Regions from separate parts of the Mus musculus genome. Here region 1 is linked to region 2. Evidence: chromatin contacts called from public Hi-C data. All regions are on one chromosome and are shown on one strand. The core of a region is the stretch at or near the end of the contact, and the rest is flanking DNA. Distances in the headings are between cores, read along the strand shown. Region 1 overlaps 5730403I07Rik (RIKEN cDNA 5730403I07 gene). Region 2 has its middle 59 kb from the start of Mlip.

What was found. A called contact is a pair of places that touch in the nucleus more often than the background predicts.
Region 1: a Hi-C map of muscle stem cells shows a contact between it and region 2, with 2.4 times the contacts expected there. The contact joins two enhancer-like sites. A contact is called at or near these places in 6 of 484 Hi-C or Micro-C datasets (the C2C12 cell line, the HL-1 cell line, cerebral cortex and 3 more).

The regions. Positions count from the first base shown.
Region 1 is chr9:77,374,733-77,380,837 of GRCm38.p6, reverse strand. All of the region lies in intron 3 of 5730403I07Rik (RIKEN cDNA 5730403I07 gene), which reads left to right. Among named protein-coding and RNA genes, the nearest start is that of 5730403I07Rik, 22 kb to the left of the region's middle. Within about 2 kb of position 3,532, at least 5 of the 459 cell types and tissues checked have an H3K27ac peak or open chromatin away from gene starts, as enhancers often do. A contact at or near this core is called in muscle stem cells, where this site is marked.
Region 2 is chr9:77,307,740-77,313,456 of GRCm38.p6, reverse strand. It overlaps a transcript of Mlip not described here. Among named protein-coding and RNA genes, the nearest start is that of Mlip, 59 kb to the right of the region's middle. Within about 2 kb of position 2,701, at least 15 of the 459 cell types and tissues checked have an H3K27ac peak or open chromatin away from gene starts, as enhancers often do. A contact at or near this core is called in muscle stem cells, where this site is marked.

The DNA of each region.
Region 1 (6,105 bases), core at 2,283-4,782, 67 kb before region 2:
AAAAAAACTCAGACAGAGCAGACTAGAATCAGCCAGTCAAGAAAAGCTTTAACACACACACACACACACACACACACACACACACACACACACACACACACACACATACACACACACACACACACACACACCCACACCACGGGGGGGTGTGTGTGTGGGTATGCCCACACGGTGTGCCCGGCCTTAAACATCCTTAAAGGGTAAAGACAAGCTTTGGCTTTGCAGTGTGGCCTCAGAAATGTGGTTTGCACGACGGAGGATGTTTGCCTCCTGGGTAGGGCCTGGCGGAGCTCTCTACACACCCCACCAGCCAGCTAAAGGAGACAGCCAGCAAACAGCCGCGACATCCTCAGCCTTCTTCACTGGGTTGGTGGTCCAGCAGCTTCGATGTGTGGAAGTGGATGATCCCCTCTCGATTCCTCAGATTTCTTTAATGTTTTTTTTATTAGATATTTTCTTTATTTACATTTGAAATGTTATCCCCTTTCCTAGTTTCCCCTCTGAAAATTCCCTATCCCCTCCCCCTGGCACCCCAACCTACCCACTCCTGCTTCCTGGCCCTGGCATTCCTCTATACTGAGGCACAGAGCCTTCACAGGACCAAGGGCCTCTCCTCCCATTGATGACCGACAAGGCCATCCTCTGCTACATATGCAGCTAGGGCATTTTGCATCTGACTCTGACTCTGTCTCTGTCTCTGTCTCTCATATCTTGACTTTAATTTCCTATAAGCATATAATTATCACTACATTTTGAAGTAGGTTTTCTTTTTTTTTAAAGGAAATTTGGTATTTTTAGTGTAGGTACAGTTTATCTACTTTTCTAATGTTGTCTCCTCAGTCTTCCCATATCTGGATGACACATTGTGTGTGATGCTTACAGCACTCCTCCTATATAAATACCCCCGGGGCGTTTCTTTCCTGAAAAACGCAATTCTAGATCACATGCAGAAGATTGCGAAGGTAGTGTTAGCAGGTTTTGGAAGCTGACTCCTGGAGGTGACTGCATGGCAGAAGGTGGCCAGCAGGGGGCAGTCTCTCCCAGTAGAAGAGAGACGTTGTCTATAGCCATTTGCTTTTTTTTTTTTTTTTTTTTTTTTTGAAAGACTCTTTGAAGGAGCAAAACTGACTTCTTTTTTTTTTTTTTTTTTTTCCATTTTTTATTAGGTATTTAGCTCCTTTACATTTCCAATGCTATACCAAAAGTCCCCCTTACCCACCCACCCCCACTCCCCTACCCACCCACTCCCCCCCTTTGGCCCTGGCGTTCCCCTGTACCGGGGCACACAAAGTCTGCGTGTCCAATGGGCCTCTCTTTCCAGTGATGGCCGACTAGGCCATCTTTTGATACATATGCAGCTAGAGTCAAGAGCTCAGGGGTACTGGTTAGTTCATAATGTTGTTCCACCTATAGGGTTGAAGATCCCTTTAGCTCCTTGGGTACTTTCTCTAGCTCCTCCATTGGGAGCCCTGTGATCCATCCATTAGCTGACTGTGAGCATCCACTTCTGTGTTTGCTAGGCCCCGGCATAGTCTCACAAGAGACAGCTACATCTGGGTCCTTTCGATAAAATCTTGCTAGTATATGCAATGGTGTCAGCGTTTGGATGCTGATTATGGGGTGGATCCCTGGATATGGCAGTCTCTACATGGTCCATCCTTTCATCTCAGCTCCAAACTTTGTTTCTGTAACTCCTTCCATGGGTGTTTTGTTCCCACTTCTAAGGAGGGGCATAGTGTCCACACTTCAGTCTTCATTTTTCTTGAGTTTCATGTGTTTAGGAAATTGTATCTTATATCGTGGGTATCCTAGGTTTTGGGCTAGTATCCACTTATCAGTGAGTACATATTGTGTGAGTTCCTTTGTGATTGTGTTACCTCACTCAGGATGATGCTCTCCAGGTCCATCCATTTGGCTAGGAATTTCATAAATTCATTCTTTTTAATAGCTGAGTAGTACTCCATTGTGTAGATGTACCACATTTTCTGTATCCATTCCTCTGTTGAGGGGCATCTGGGTTCTTTCCAGTTTCTGGCTATTATAAATAAGGCTGCTATGAACATAGTGGAGCATGTGTCCTTCTTACCAGTTGGGGCTTCTTCTGGATATATGCCCAGGAGAGGTATTGCTGGATCCTCCGGTAGTACTATGTCCAATTTTCTGAGGAACCGCCAGACTGATTTCCAGAGTGGTTGTACAAGCCTGCAATCCCACCAACAATGGAGGAGTGTTCCTCTTTCTCCACATCCTCGCCAGCATCTGCTGTCACCTGAATTTTTGATCTTAGCCATTCTCACTGGTGTGAGGTGGAATCTCAGGGTTGTTTTGATTTGCATTTCCCTGATGATTAAGGATCAAAACTGACTTCTTGTATGTTTTAAGCAAACTGTTTTGTGGCTTACAGAGAAGCATCATCTCAGCCTGGTACAACTTCACAACCCGTGGTTCATACTGATTTTTCCCTTGTTAAAAACACTGACTGGGATATTGTCTGGGCATCTGAGCATCATTAAATAGGTGATTCGGATTTTAACTTTTTCTTGAAGGTGATTGATTCATGGCTGTGAATACAGGGCTAGAAGTGTCCCTTTGATATGAGCCTCATATCCCAGGTCCTGGAATTTTTAAGTTAATAACACATGTAGGGAAGAGATTTGTTTAATGATGCACAGCTGTAAAGGGCAAGATCAGAATTAGGGCCAACACATCCAGTTCTTCATGAAGCCTGAGCACTGGGCTGGAGCACTGAGTTAGAGCACAGAGCGACCAGTGACTTCCTTGACCTTGGCAATTGTCTGGAACCAGTAATCCGTCCTGAGAATTGACATGCTCAGAGAGAGGGGCAAAAACAAACACTGGTCTCTGGCAGGCTGACAGAATCCACACATGCTCGACAAATGATTATCTTCGGTGTGAGTCCCTTGGCAATGAAGGACAGCTCTAGCCCGTAGCTGGGTGATAAAGATGATCATGCTAGAGAAGGAAAGAAACTCCCAGGGGAAGCTTGGCTCAGGAGGGTGTCTCGTGCTTCTTCGCCATTGCGGTTGCTTTTGCCGTGGGCAGCCACAATAAGAAAGGGGGCATGCGAAGTGTGCTGTTCACATAACAACTAGAGAGCCCATGCTGGCTGGAGCTTAGAGTCCAACTACCTGGCGAGCCAGAAATCACCCTGGTTTCTGGAGTTCAGCCTGGTAAGTTTGCTCCGCTGCCACCCCACCAGCTGCCTTTTATCATAGGGATCCCTACCTAGGGAGGGCTGAAGTTTGAGGCCAAGGACCAGAAGCTAATGGTGGCTTTCCAGATGGAAACCTTGGCTGATAAAACTAGATTTAATAAACATGGGAACAAGCCCACGGCAAGACTCCTGGAGCTCACTTCCTTGTGTTTTTAAACGTGGTGGTTTGGGACTGCTGAGTGACTTTGCCAGGGAATGGTACTGCTTTGGATGGAAGTGGCTGGGTTGTGTGCCCCGTGGAGTCGGTTCCACAGCAATGCAGAAATCGTGGTGTCTGGTCCTTTCTGGCCAGCAGGGGGAGTGTGCCCCACATCCGGATGGTCGGTGTTACTTCCTGTGCCTCCCCCCACTCCAGCGGGAGCCGTCAAGCCCAGAGTGGCCTGCCTGAGGTGACTCGACTTTCCCCTTGGCTTAATCCATCCCTGGCCCAGTCCTGCCCAGATAATCGATCCTACATCTGCTTCAGCATCTGCAATAAGTAACTTGTCTCATTTGTTTGGAGAACATTCAGTGGGGAAAAAAGTAACCGGACCCATAAAGTAAGCCTATAATGTCCCCCGGGGGTATTTCCCCTTTATGAGAGAGACAAGCTTTGTTTTCTCAATGTCTCAGAAGGGAGAAGTTGTCTAGTGTTAATATGAGGGTTACTTACAGTAGACTGACTCTCAACATGCTCACTCAACTACATTTTACAAGGGGGAGAAAAGGCTACTCAACTTTCTAGTAGGATCCAAGCACCCCCGGTATCACGTAGGTATTGTCGGCGTAAAGCCCATGTGTCTCTCCTCACCCACCCCTGCCCCTGCTGAGAAATCCTGCAGGACTCTAGGAGGAGCTTGATGAAGTGAGAGAGGGGAGGAAGGAGACATGGCTTCAGCCTGTTGCCCTGGCAACTTTGGTTCTCCCTCTTCCTGAGTCAGCTCTTGACCTTTTAATTTTCTGAGTAAGTTGGTCGGAGACTGTTTAGGATCTATGGGTTGGATGGGAAGAGGGGAACCGTCTGCAGGAATCAATGTTTATTTACCTGTTTGTGAGGCGGGGTCTCATGTGTCCTAGGCTGGCCTTGAACTCTCTGGATAGCTCTGGATGACCTTGATCTCTGATCCTCCTGCCTCTATCTGCCAACTGCTACAGTTACAGGCAGGCATACACCCCTGAAGACTGGCGGAATAAACCATCTTGCCTTGAAGGTGCTATAGAAACACCAAGAGGAGTTAACAGCCAACCAGTTTGTGGCTTTGGTATTTTGACTTTTGAGCAGTTGAGGATGGACATAAGCTACACAGAACCTACAAAGCGATGGACATGCATGAGCAGGCACGTTACGTGAAGTGTGAAGCATGTGTAGCTTAGCAGAGGGAGCAACTCAGTCCAAGTCAGATTTAGAACTGGCTTTAATATGGTGTTGTGTCAAGATCTCCTGGGTACCACAGGGACTGGATTTGGGGTGTATGTTAGGGCAATGATAGCATCTTGTCCTTATGAGTATTTCTTATTAGAACCACCCAAAAGAAAGAGTTGTATTAAAAAGCTTGTGACATGACTTAGTCTTCAGTATTGCAGGACAATGAAAAGCCACATCTGTGGCTCTCGCTTGGAAATCTTATTATTAAGAGCGAAGACTTAAAAAAAGCGCATGAGAACACCTCCAAGAAATGTTAACTTCATTTGTGGGATTTACCAGTCACAGTGATGTGTGAATACAGTTCTGCCAAGATATGTGGCGTATGTTTTACTCAGTGCCTCATGGCTGCTGCTCTGTGGACTCCTAATGCGGACCCTTTCAAGTTTATCTGCTGTGTGAGAAGGAAGCCACCAACTTCTTACAAAAAGAAAACATCTTCCTCTCGATTACGGTTTAAAGCTTTCTAAAATATTTCCTCACAAAGTCGCCAAGGAAGTGATTTTAGAACTACCCGTTTTTAAACTTTTCCTTTCAGTTCGAATTCCGAATGGACATTCTAGATGTCAGCTGAGAGGTTTTCATTCCAGGCCACCTCACCTGGGCAGCTCACGGTCTCTGATCTGTGGGCCTATGGTAAGCTGGCTGGCTCCCTTGTGATGTTGAGTAGAAAAACCATCAGTCAGCTTGGGTCCAACATGGTTCCTCCGTGTTCCACTCTTTGACTTTTAAAGGTTTCTTTTCTTACTCCATTGCCAGCCTTCATCTCTGCTTATGCTTTTTCCTCCTTTATCCCCACCCCCCGTGTGTGTGCGTGTGTGTGTGTGTGTGTGTGAGAGAGAGAGAGGGGGGTAAGAGAGAGGGGTGTGAGAGAGGGTGTGTGAGAGACAGTGTGTATGTTTGTGAGAGAGAGAAAGAGAGAGAGAGAGAGAGAAAGTATGTGTGAGAGGCTCTGTGTGTGTGTGTGAGAGAGAGAGAGAGAGAGAGAGAGAAAGAGAGAGAGAGAGAGAGAGAGAGAGAGGGAGACAGAGTGTCTGTGTATGTGTGCGTGTGTGTGAGAGAGAGAGGGTGTGGGTGTAAAAGAGGGTGTGGGTGTGAAAGAGAGAGAGAGAGAGTGTGTGTGTGTGAGAGGGGGGAGAGAGTATGAGAGTGTGTGTGAGAGACAGATGTATGTGTGTGTTTGTCTGTGTTATCTCCTAGAATGGGAAAGATTTCAGCTCACGAGAAGTGCTGGTCACACTTTAGAGAGGTCTCGATTGCACTTAATGTACAGTTTTTTACCTGAGAGAAAGGCTGTTGTTCAGCTGTGTCTTCTCCACAGCTCAAAGCAGGGGGCCGAAAGCACCATTTTTCAGCAGTTACTAAATCATAGAAAAGTGTGACATGTGTCTGGGGAGAACAGGGCAATTCCGAGAGGGTTTTATTCTCCCTGTTATTTCTTTAAGCTTTGAGTATCAGTGCTCAGTTT
Region 2 (5,717 bases), core at 1,452-3,951:
TGGAACACTGATATTCTCATGCTGTCTTCCTCTACAATACAACTTTTTTGGATAGTGTTTTCATGGTTTGAATAGTGTAATTCATTTGACAAACTTCTGCTAGGCATTAGATTGTTCCAATTTAGAAACAGGAAAGTTTAACTTTTTAAATGCAGAAACACAGAATTTTGGAAGAGAGTGCAGTTTTGTTTTGGTTGAAAGAGGCAATAGGGTGCATGTTTTGTAGGTCAGCATTTGTAAAGCCTGTCACTGTGTTAGCCCTCTGGCTCTGAGAATACCAGCTTGTGACATCATTAAGCCCCCTCCATAGGTAGCACTGGGTATTATTTTTACCACCTTACTTTTCTTGTGATCTCTCTGGATCCATGACCATAGCTTTAGAAACACACTGTGACCTGTCTGCATTAAACCTCATTACCAAGTATGGGGTACCTTTGTGCTGCCCCATCTCCAGCGCAGGCCCGTGGAACTGAAGTCTTCAGTAAAGGTAGCTTATAGGTCATTCTGTCAAGAAAGTCTCCCTCTGCCTTTCAGGAAGATTCTGCTCCTTTTCTGTACCTCTGGGTCCACCCTGTCCTCCATACCCAGACACCCTGTTTCCACATTGGACCAGTACAATTTTCCTGTTGAACAATACCTGAGAAACTATTTCCATGGTAAATATTAACCACTTGCTGCAGTATGCTATACTGCGATTCTTGAGTACTTGAGAACAACTTAAATTCTTGGAATTGTTTAATAATTCAATCTTAAAAAAGACGCTTCAATATTGAGCTTTCTTCTTGTCCTTTTCACTGTAACACAAAGGCAGAGAATGAGGAATAAAGGATAAATGGAAAAATGATAATTTACTGATAATTCCCCATTCTTATTTGAAAATGAACACCGTTTTAAATGTGAAAAATACTTCTTCACTCAGCCTAAAGGTTGGGTGTTCTTTTTACTTCTTTATCTGAGTCAGATGACATCTTATGTCTCTTAAGCCTTAGTTAATTCTGAGAGCACTTATTTTTCATAATAATATAATATTATTATTTTTATTATAATATCATATACAATGTTTTAATCATAATACACACGTATAAGAAAGTTTGGGTTAAGATTCTAGGTGTTCAAATAAGAGCAGTTTGAGTATGAAAAATTTTAACCTTCTTGAGTCTCAGTCCCTCTAGGAATGGAAGATCTCTGTTCTCATGTAATTATAAAGTTCCACGGTATTAAAACATGAGGTCTATATTTTATAGTTTAGGATGCTTGCAACTGACTAGCAGTGTGCTGAGCATGGGATGTGCTTCCCAGATTGAGAACACATGCCATGGACGGCCACCAGGTTGAGTATCTCCTACACCTCTTTGTTGATAGCAGAAATCTAACTGAAATGGCTTCATTCGAAAGGAACTCACTGGCTGGTCTAACTGGAAATAGAGGAGGACGTGGACTGTATTGTTAGATTCCAGCTACGGCGACAGAGTCACGTGCTTTGCCTGGGACTTACTGCTGTCATGATGTTTTGGTGTTTTATGCCCTGGTTTCTCTGTGTTGACCTTACATGCCAGGGACACAGAGCTAGAATCTGCAGCAGTGAGACTTGAAGCTTGACCTACTGGGTCTCATGCTTACGTATTAAGCCTTCCAATGGGTTCTACTATATGAATTTTTTTTTTTTTTGGTGTGGTTCAAAACAGTCAGGTAACAGTTATTTCCTAGGGTAACAGAGTCAGAATGGACAAGATCCTTTCAGTGTATATCAGAAAATAATTATATTTCTCTGCCTTTCAAACCTCCTGGGAGAATAATAAGAATTCATCCCATCTCTTTTGACATAGCTTAGAGCAGTTTGCCTTTCTTTTCTCCTGATCCTCGTTCCGGGAATATATGGTAAAAAGCTAAATCTAGTAGCCTTGCTTAATATAAACAAATATGTACATACAATCTCATTATAAAGTTCAGGTGACACGATGCTAAATTTTTGACTCATCATAGCAGGTGATTGTGAAACTACAATTTTGACTCATCATAGCAGGTGATTGTGAAAAAAAAACCCAACAATGTCAGCTACAGTGTGCTGCAATGATTATGTTGTTTGCAACTCCGGGTAGGTTACTGAATGTAATGTAAATGCGTTCCTAATGTTATGTACCATTGTGATACTATTGGAAAAATAAAAATAGAAACTACACAGAAAAGACCGATGATACTGCTGAGCTTAATATTTTTCTGTTATTATATTCATTATACTTTCAGATTTTTAAGTGTGTATTTGAGAATTGTATCTATTTGGATATTTTGAAATATTTGGACAATACAAGTATCCTGATAGCTGACACAGCAGACAATACAGCAATTACTTGAAGCTGAGAACGCTCGAAGCACTCTCAGGATACTTAAATCTCTGTTCTACGATATAATCCTGTGGTGATGTTTATGAGCAAACCTTAATTCAAAGTTTAAAATTTCTGTGGTGGAAACCTTCCAGTTTTGTCATTTGAACTACTTGGGAGAAACTTACTGATACCCAGGGACGCTGCCCATCTACAACTTGGTTATTTTGTCACATAAAGACTGAGTTTTAAAATTTCTCAGTGTTCACGGGTTACAGAGACTATGAGAAATCTTCCCCCTTCTTCTGAAAGGCTACTTCATCAGCACACTGCAAGCATGTACAGCCCGCAGTGAGTCACGTTGCAAGTTTAGTGCTTCCCGGCAAGGAGCTTAGCCTCAAGTTCCACAGCTATTCTTAGCTGCTCCACACCCTGTCATGGATGGAGGATACTGGATGAACTTGCAAATGACATACTGTACTGGTGGCAAACAGGGCAAGTGTCATATTGGGTTACTAAGTCTCTCATTTCTTTTGTGTATTGATGTAGGAGAGGGGACGAATCAACAACAACAACAACAACAAATGGCCCTCCTTGTGATTTCAACCCCTTAACAAACATGAGATCCTGGGTGGGACATGGGGAAAGTGGACTCAGTCTTTTTAGTCTTCCCTATCTCCAGGTTCAGGTCTACATTCTGGCTTAGATACATTGTGTCAAAGCAATAAGAATTCATGTTTCACCAGTACTGCAGCATGGTGACCTGGTGATTCTACAGCAGTTGCAGTTTTGCTTGTACAATGGTGTTCAGAATGGCAACTTGTACTAGCCCTGGCTGGCAACATGGCCAGCCATCACAGGTGCCGGCATTTTGTCTCATGAGATAAACTGTTTCAGCCCAGACAACTTGTAACTCTGCTTCACAAATTGCACCATCACTGTCTTTTTATTTATTTATTTTTAGTTAAAAACTTATAGTCACATCCAAGCAATCTGCTTTCCTGACTTCCTCATGTGTGAGTGTCATTGTGCCTTGCTTGTATTTATGGTACTGACCTGTTCTACTCACTACTTGGTCTTCTCCAGTAGTTCCTCTGCCCTCACCACTCCTGTGTGCATATGTTCAGATGCTTTTTCAATTTGGGCTCCACATGAACAAAAAAGCATGTGAGATTTGTCCTTCTAAATCTCAGCCTGGCTGCTGTTTTACTAAACAGGATGCTCTCCAGGTCCATTGTGGACACAGAGCACAGTTCTGCATGCACTCATCCATTGATGGGTATCCAGGCGAGTTCCATATCTTGTCTCTTTGTATAGTCTGTAGCAAACTGCAATATCTCTGTAGTATGCTCACTTTTATTCCTTTAGGTATATTTCATTGCCTTTTATATGTGTATCTCCTGTGTGTGCGTTTCCCTTCTGTATTTCTCAAGTACATGATCATAGTCCTAGTTACATAGCAGGGATTGTGTATCAATATGAATATATATGTATATATATACATATATAGGATTATATATTTATCTTTGTAATCTGATTTTCAAATTCTGCTATGCTTGTGGAAATGCAGATAGTGTTCAGCATCAAGATATAGAGATGCAAGGGGCTAGAGGGATGGCTCAGCAGTTAAGAGCATTGATGCTCAGAGGTCCTGAGTTCAATTCCTAACAACCACATGGTGGCTCACAACCATCTGTAAATGGGATCTGATGCCCTCTTCTGGTATATCTGAAGAGAATGACAGCATACTCATATAAATAAAATAAATAAATAAATCTTTAAAAAATGCATTTGCTAAGAAAAGATATAGCGATTCATACTTTAAAGCAGTTCTTTTAAAAGACCTTATTTTTTAATATTTGTAGTTATTTTAGGGAGATGATAGAAAATAGAACAAGAAAATGTATATTAAAGATTCAATATAGTCACTTATGATCTGCTGTTTTTCTGAATATATATGCATATATCATATAAATCAGTATAATTGTTAAGTTGTACTGAGTTCATATGTGATCGTTGATATAGAAAAAAACTTAAATGGAATGTATTGGAGGGAGATTTGGAATAAGGTTCTCTGGGACTGAGCTTGAGAAGGTGACATTAATGAAAGAACCAGAAGAAAGGCTCCTGCCATCCTGTTCTGGGACAGAGACCTCAGTTGTTTTTGTCACCTGTATGTGGGAATTCAGGCACTCAAGGAGATGTAATAATTTGGGTTGTTTCCTAGTACTGAGGCATAGATAGTTTCAGTATTTTATATATACAATAATTTCCATGCTCTTATACAATAACCATATGTTAATTTTGAAATAGAAACAATTGATATTCTCTCTCTCTCTCTCTCTCTCTCTCTCTCTCTCCCCCTACTCCCTCTCCCTCTGCCTCTCCTCCTCTCCCCTCTTCATTCCCCTCCCACTCCTTCTCTCTCTCTCTCTCTCTGGTGCTGCAGATTGATCCTAGGGCTTTTTGAACTAAGGTTTATTTATGGAGGCAATCCTCACTTTGACTTAAGAGCAGTACTTGGTATATGCATATTTCGTTTTGGCTCTTAGCTCACCAGGATTGGAAAATTGCATGGTTTTGCTGAAAGTCTGAAATGGGATGCGCTGTACAGTAGTTTGAATGTGAAAGGTCAGGCTGACCTTTGGGAGTAATTCAGAGGCTGCTGCTCATCTCTGCCATCTTTCCCCCACTTCAGGAGGATGCTGCTCTCTCCTTTTGTCAGAGGTCATTTTACCCTCCCATGCTCAGTTGATAGCTTGCTCTATGAATTGAGAGACTAGGATATTCATAGAACTAAACAGTGCTCAGGACTGAGAGACCTCTCCCAATCCTCAGAGGGTGCCCTTACATTTCTGTGTAGCATGTTTGTAGTTCACTCTGTGCTGTTGTAAAAGCCTCATGCTTCTCAATGTAGATAAATGCTAAAAACTGGCTCTGGAAGTTCACCATCAAGGATGCCTTCGTCCCTATAGTGGTCATCTGCATTGCTAACTGCACTTGCTCTTAGTGGAGCATTTCTCTTAGAGAAGGAGGAATCAGGATGAATAAGTACTTTCAACTGAAGGATGGAGAGTTTCTTAGTTTACAATACTGAGATTTTTTTTTTTGTGCTTGTAAACATTTCTACATCTGTCCTGTGATTGTCATTTGCTCTGTGTTGGGGGTGGTTCTGTCTGTGCATTCTTTTTAAGTGAGAAAGCAAAGACACAGAAAAGGTAAGAAACTTGCTTGCAAGAATAGGGTTAACAGTTTTGGAGTACTTACACTTGTCGGGCATGGTTGTGCTTGATAAGGATTTGATATTTGCATGCTCTTTAAAGTAGACCAGGTCACTTTGATATTATATCTATCCCAGTTCTTTAAACAGGAAACAAGGCACTGAAAAATTCAATT